Regions from separate parts of the Zea mays genome. Here region 2 is linked to region 1. A link is a contact called in public Hi-C data. All regions are on one chromosome and are shown on one strand. Each heading gives the region's core, a stretch centred on a gene start, on an enhancer-like site or on the middle of the called end of the contact. The rest is flanking DNA. Distances are from core to core; before and after follow the strand shown. Region 1 holds the start of LOC100284370 (gibberellin 2-beta-dioxygenase). Region 2 holds the start of LOC100277379.

What was found. A called contact is a pair of places that touch in the nucleus more often than the background predicts.
Region 2: a contact with region 1 is called in a Hi-C map of ear, with 3 times the contacts expected there. The contact joins the promoter of LOC100277379 here to the promoter of LOC100284370 in region 1. A contact is called at or near these places in 2 of 25 Hi-C or Micro-C datasets (bundle sheath and ear).

The regions. Positions count from the first base shown.
Region 1 is chr8:24,717,801-24,720,998 of Zm-B73-REFERENCE-NAM-5.0, reverse strand. LOC100284370 (gibberellin 2-beta-dioxygenase) reads left to right here and starts at 1,883. Exons shown (of 3, transcript NM_001371985.1): 1 at 1,883-2,370; 2 at 2,914-3,198. The coding sequence starts at 1,949.
Region 2 is chr8:25,173,059-25,176,486 of Zm-B73-REFERENCE-NAM-5.0, reverse strand. It overlaps LOC100277379, which reads right to left and starts at 1,818. Exons shown (of 2, transcript XM_008657550.4): 1 at 1,167-1,818; 2 at 739-1,051. The coding sequence starts at 1,279. The coding sequence ends at 814. It overlaps LOC100274451, which reads right to left. Exons shown (of 5, transcript NM_001148810.1): 5 at 3,089-3,428.

The DNA.
Region 1 (3,198 bases), core at 634-3,133:
GCGAATGATAAATAACATCATGATGTATTGGAATAGGAGCAAAGGTGGTGGGTCATAAGGACGACATCATGATGTATTGGAACAGAAACGGAGGTAGGTCATATTTGACATGGTGGATGGAAATGAGGAAGAAGTATGGATGGCAATGGGTCAGGTTTTAGACGGGTGGAGCAAAAACCCGCCCATGATCGCACCTGTGATGTCTACCTAAAAAACCACCCGCAATAGCACCCACGAGCACCATTCTAGACCCGCACTCAAACACGTCGGATTTCCGGTCACCAGCGGGTTTCTACCCGATAAACAATTTTAAACAATAATTCGGCTATAAACAATTAAGTACCGGTAATAATTGAGTTATATCTATAGATTTTTTAAGCCTTGTTACGTTGAGCAGCCACAAAACATTTCATGAATGATTAGCTAAGTTACTTATTCAAAACATTTTTCTATTGTATCTTAATCATTTTTGCACATAATAAAGAATGAACTAAATTTCGGATCGGTGTGGATCACCCACGGGTTAAAATAGAAACATGTACTCACGCCTTCAAAACTCTGGGTCAAGTGCGGGACACCGATGGGTTAAAATAAAAACTCGTATCCACATCCACGAAACTTCATATTAGGTGCGGGGTACTCGCGATTCAAAACCTTCACACTTACCCGCACCCGTCGGTGCTGCAAGTTAAATTGTCATTCCTAGGAAGAAGGAATGGAAGTTATGGTAGAGATATTCTAAAAATGTTTCCTTAGCTTTGGTATCATGTTAATTGAATTGCTAAAAGACTATCGATCGACCCTACGAGTTAAAACCTATTCTTTATATAGATCACTGATTTTATCTCCTATTTCAAAGGGGGAGAGCTCCTGAAATCAAGATGTTGCTAAAGGAAAACATAATATTATTCTATCATATTTTATCTCCTATTTCAAACAATATTTTCCACTGCCATATACATACAGGCCCGTGCCAGAGGACGTGCGGGTGCGGGCTGTGCACCGGAACAGGGCCCCTAAATATTTAGGGCCTCCAAATGTGTAAATTTACAGTACATTTATATAATAGTCTATTTTTGTACTATATAAAAACACAAGTTGTTTTGGTTCCACCTTGTCTTCACATTAAAATTGAAAAAATGTTAATATAATGTCGGATCACTTTGCCAATTAGTATGAATGCAATAGAGATAATAGTTAGCTGTTAAAATTAGCTAAAGACATTCAAACAATATAGCTAATAGCTCGGCTATTAACCTCTTTTAGTAAATTAACTAATGGTTAGCTAGCTATTTGTTAGCTAGCAATTTTCAGTCAATTAATTATTAGCTTTAATGCATTCAAACATCTCTAATTCTTTATTAATATGTCTGTACGTATGCTTTTATTCCATGACGTGAGGAATGAGTTTAGCCATAACCCGCATACCTGCAATTTTACGATGTTTTGTTCACCGATATCTAACGTCCTCGACTAGTAAAGAGGTCTTATTTTAAAATCTGTACAGGGCCTCGGATTTTGTCGGCACGGCCCTGTATACATAAAATCTGTTAGACATTTAGACACAGCCTTAGAGACTTAACTATGTTCAAGAAGACGTTGTTTCATGAAAAAGAATAATGTTGTACCATCTAGACATAATGTTAACAATAGCAAACATTCTCTTGTCAAACTAAGTTATGGTTCATCTTGCGTGTAACTAACTTCTGTTTCTACATTGTAGATCAGACGTACGGCCAGTGATCTCGGCCAGCGATGCTTGATCGTACGGCCAGAATTACCACACCACGCTGCGGTGAGGACTGAGGACTTCCCCGCGCGCCACTGCTCCGCCCGCGTCCGCGTCTATACAAAGGCTGTCGCGCTCGGCACTCTTGCTGTCGCGCTCTGTGCACAGACGACCTTCTTCCCATCCCTTCCCTCTGCTAGTCTGCTTCGTTCCTCGGCCATGGTGGTCCTCGCCAAGGGTGAGCTCGAGCAGATCGCCCTCCCGGCTGCAGAGCCGCCCCCGGCCGACGTGCGGTCGGTGGACCTGTCCGCCCCGGCGGGCCCCGCGCGCGAGGCCGCGGCGCGCGCGCTGGTGGCGGCGTGCGAGGAGCACGGGTTCTTCCGGGTGACGGGCCACGGCGTGCCGGCCAGACTCGTGCGCGCCGCGGAGGCCGCGGCGGCCGGGTTCTTCGCGCGGCCGCAGGGCGAGAAGGAGGAGGAGGGCCCCACGCTCGGGTACGGAAGCAAGCGCATCGGCGGCAACGGCGACCTCGGCTGGGTCGAGTACCTCCTGCTCGGTGGCACACCCGCCGCCGCGCCTTCCTCGGCATTATTGCCCTGCGCCGCCGCCCCGTCGCCGTCCGCGCCGGCCGGGCCGTTACGGTGAGTCGTCGACGCCACTCGCAGCGGGGCAGAACGGTGCCGGCGCTCGGCGTTGCAGGTTGCACCGGCATCTCGCTTCGCTTGCCTCCTGAGTCCTGACTCCTGTTGGTTTCCCTTTGATACGTGACTGCTTGCCTGCCCTGCATACAAACATGCACACAGCACACACATAGCAGATAGCACCCATTTGCATTGCCTTTCCTTGGCTCCATGCTCTCTGCTCGTGCTTGCAATCTGTCACGTGGAGCAATACAACACCAAGCATACGCACGTGCTCGTAACACAAGGAAGAACATTTGTACGGTGGAAGATGAGACTGCCCGTCGTGGCAGCGGGCCCACCGGCCGTGGCCCGTCCCCGTCTATATCAATCTGCGTCTTGGCTAGATCGAGCCTCGAGGCATCATTTTCTTGAAGGAAAAAAGAGAGGAAGAAACCCAGACGGAAAAGAAAGAGTTCCTTGTGATCTTTTTTCTTTCCGCCTGCTTCCATGCATGTTTGCCTGACAACATTTCTGTACGGTGTCACGCGCACGCTGACGCAGGGACCTTCTGGACGAGTACACGGTGGCGGTGCGGCGGATGGCGTGCGCGGTGCTGGAGCTGATGGCGGAGGGGCTGGGCATCGCCGGCGGCGCCGGGGACGCGGTGCTGGCGCGGCTGGTGGCGCGCGCGGACAGCGACTGCATGCTGCGGGTGAACCACTACCCGCCGCGGCCGGCGCTCAACCCCAGCCTCACGGGGTTCGGCGAGCACACCGACCCGCAGATCATCTCGGTGCTCCGCGCCAACGGCACCTCCGGCCTGGAGATCGCGCTGCGGGACGGCGC
Region 2 (3,428 bases), core at 569-3,068, 460 kb before region 1:
ATAGCACCTTTACCACGCGACTAAGTGATAGCCGTGTGGCCACTGCGTCTTTACACAGTAGTAAGGGGTACCCTAGTTTCAGGGTACCGACAAAGCTCACCATTGCTGTCTCACACCCCTCACATGAGAAGAACATGTGGTTCAAGAGGAGCCGCCCAGCGAGAAGTTCGACTTAATTTAGGTGGCGTCTCCCAGTCAGCTTTGTGGCGCCAGGGAAATAAGATTTAGTTTATTTTATATTTATCATTTATTTTGTAAGACTTACGCCTATGTAATAAGTACATTTATGATATTTATGACATTTATCTCTATGTGCTTGTAATTGTATGTGTTGTTCTTTTTTGACGCACATATGAGATACATCTATAATTCTTTATAGTTCGATATACAGTTTTGAACCCTGAATCTCCTAGGAGCGGAGTAGGTAGTACGGTTTAGAATGGGCATGGGCCGAGAAGGAAAGTTGAGCCTTTTGGCCTAGTGCGGAGCAGTCGCTTAAATCCAAACTACCCAAGCGACCCCCAGGCCCACTCGGCGGAATCTTCGCCCCAGCCGGCGGAGGCGGAGGCGGAACTTGCAAGTTTGGATTCTGGAACCGCTCCGCTCGCAATTTCAGACGGATTTTCATGCGGATTCCCTGCGGAACACACGCAAAAACCTACGCCATGAAGGCAGCCGTGACCAAAGTCAGTGTGCCGGGCTGCCGGCTGATCTGATCGTCGTAGCTAGCCAGGGCGCTGGCAGCACAAGTCCATGCATTCAATTCAAGAACAAGCTAGTCTGAAAAATCAATCGCAGAAACCCAAAGTAGCACTAGGACGAACGGACCAAGCGACGACGAAACGAAACAACAGTACAGTACAGTACAGCAACCTCTCCGGCTAAAGCAAGATGTATGTATGATCCGCACAGCAGAAAGCAGGGGACAGCTAGCAGGGGATCTTGGAGGTAAACCAGGTCATGACATGGAGCGGCGCCTTGACGAGCTCCACGGCCACCTCCAGCAGCACCGTCACGCAGAGGCAGCAGGGGCATAAACGAGATGGGCAGCCTGGATGCACGGACCAAACGGACTGAAGCTATCAGTTAATCTGCTTACTTTAACGGGAGAAGGGAGAAGAAGAAAATAAAGGGGAGCAAGATCGAACAAGAAGGAAACCACGCACCCGATGATCCAGATGACGGCGCCGACGAAGGAGACGAGGACGGCGAGCAGCGCGAAGGGCAGGCCCAGGAGCCACCCGAGCGGCCGGCACTCCCCGTCGCCGCCGCAGCACATCGTCCGCCCTTGACCAGCCGGCCCGCCTCCCCTTCCCTCTCCGGCTCCGCCGTCGCTTTCTAGGTTGGCCGCGCGCGAGGGAAAAAGGAAGGGAAACCGAGCGCGCGCACCAAGACGACAAGAGGTCCGGCCCGCCGGACACGGTCGATAGGTAGTATATATGGAGAAGATGGAGAGGCAGGAGGCGCGCGGTTTCGTGGTCGCTTTCCTTGCGGTGCCCAGCACGCTTTCTCGTCTGACTTTCCAAGGGATAGACGGGGCCGGGTGGGCAGTCTGGCAGACAGTGAGGCAGCCGCGGCAGGGCAGTTTCCGTCGGGGATGGCGTGGCGGACGGCAGCGATGGAGCGACAACGGAACCGTTGGCCAGCTCCCCCAAGGCCCCAACGCACTCGCCGGCCACGTCACGGGAGTCCGTGGGCGGAGTTTGACTGATGGCGCACGCGTTTGGCCGTGGCGCCCGTGCCCGTGGGCCGCCGCCGCCCGCCGGCTGCCTCCTCCTGTCTTGTCCTCCCACGTTCTCGTTGAGTTCTTCTCGTCCAGGTCCAGGTGTCCAACCAACCTCAATGATTTCGCAATCAACAAGATGCCTGACTGCCTGAGGCCTGACTCAGAATTTTAAGTTCGTTTCGGACCAAGGTTATTACACATGTTTATTTTTTAAAAAAAATACTTGTTGCAATTCGATTTTCGATTGCAAGAATAAAAAAACTAGGCAAAATCAAGAATAAGACAAAACTTGATCTAGGATGGATTTACAAAAACAATCAACAACTAGTTAGTTGCTCGTGCATCACTACTATTTTCATATTTAATATATAGTTTCTCTCTACTATACAAACCAATATGAGTTATATAAAGGAAGGTCTTGCTAGAGACCATGGTTCAAATTATTAATAATATGTTTGGTTTGAGGTCAAAGTAGGATGAATCGGGGGCGACATCGTCTCCTCGATTTTTTGGGATCACGCCGCTCCCAAAAATCACTCCAGTGTTCACCTCGCCCCCGCTTGACTCTCAACCAAACACTATAGAAAATGTGGCGGCCTCATTCCATCCCTCCTTGTACATTGAACCAAACGCACCCTAATATTTTATTTCGCTAGCCGTTGGAAACACTTGCTACATGCGCGTAGAGAGGAAAACACACGACAGGAACTAAGGGTTATTTCTATAACCAAACAACGACAAATATTTAATATATTACAATATAAAATCAAATAACAAATAACCATAGTAGTAATAATAATAATATACTTTATTTTTTTGCATGGTCTTTAAAGCAGAACTTTGACCATTTTTTTTTTTGAAAATATGCCATCATTAAATACACAATGAGCATCATGTTAAAGCATTTTTAATACAAATTCAGGTATATAACATACATACACTAAAAAATATGCATTTTTGGTTGAATTGTTAGTCAAAGTTACGTTGACTTTTTTTAAAAAAACATGCACGTCTTATTTTATGGGATAAGAGTATTATTTAGTTGCACAAAGAGTATTATCTAAAATCATCTTAAATTTTTTTAGGACGTGAAATATAGAAGAAGTGGAACGTAAAACTGAAACATAGGAGAATAGGTGGCACAAATGTATATAAGGATCATCATTCAAACCGTCAGACGCTTCTCCACCATTCAAACTGTCAGATGCTTCTCCTTCACCGTTGCAACTGCAAGGTGTACTGCTGCACTCTCAGCAGCTCAGGGCGATCGCAAAGTAAAGGGATCAGATGGACTAGCAGTTGCAAAGTTAGAACACATGAGCAGCTCAACTAGGAGAGGCGGGGCAACAAGAGAGGACGATCAATGGCAATGCAAACCTTTTACTAAAAATGAAAACTGATTCAACAAAAAAAAATTACACGGCTATAGCAATCGTACCATCTTACAACAGGGCGAGGCTCGCCAGGTTCCTGGTCTTCACCTCGCCACTTGTTTCACTGCCCCAGGTTTCAGGTCTCCTCCTATCCAATTCCAATGTGAGGTAACTTGCAGCTCGACGACTAGGCAAACACGGCACCCTACACAACTGCGGGTAGTTGTACAAATGAAATCGGAGCATGTGCTATATCGGACAACCACTTGTGTGGACAAAACGACAAACAGCATGGCACTGGGTTAGAGTTCCTATATGACCAAAATTTA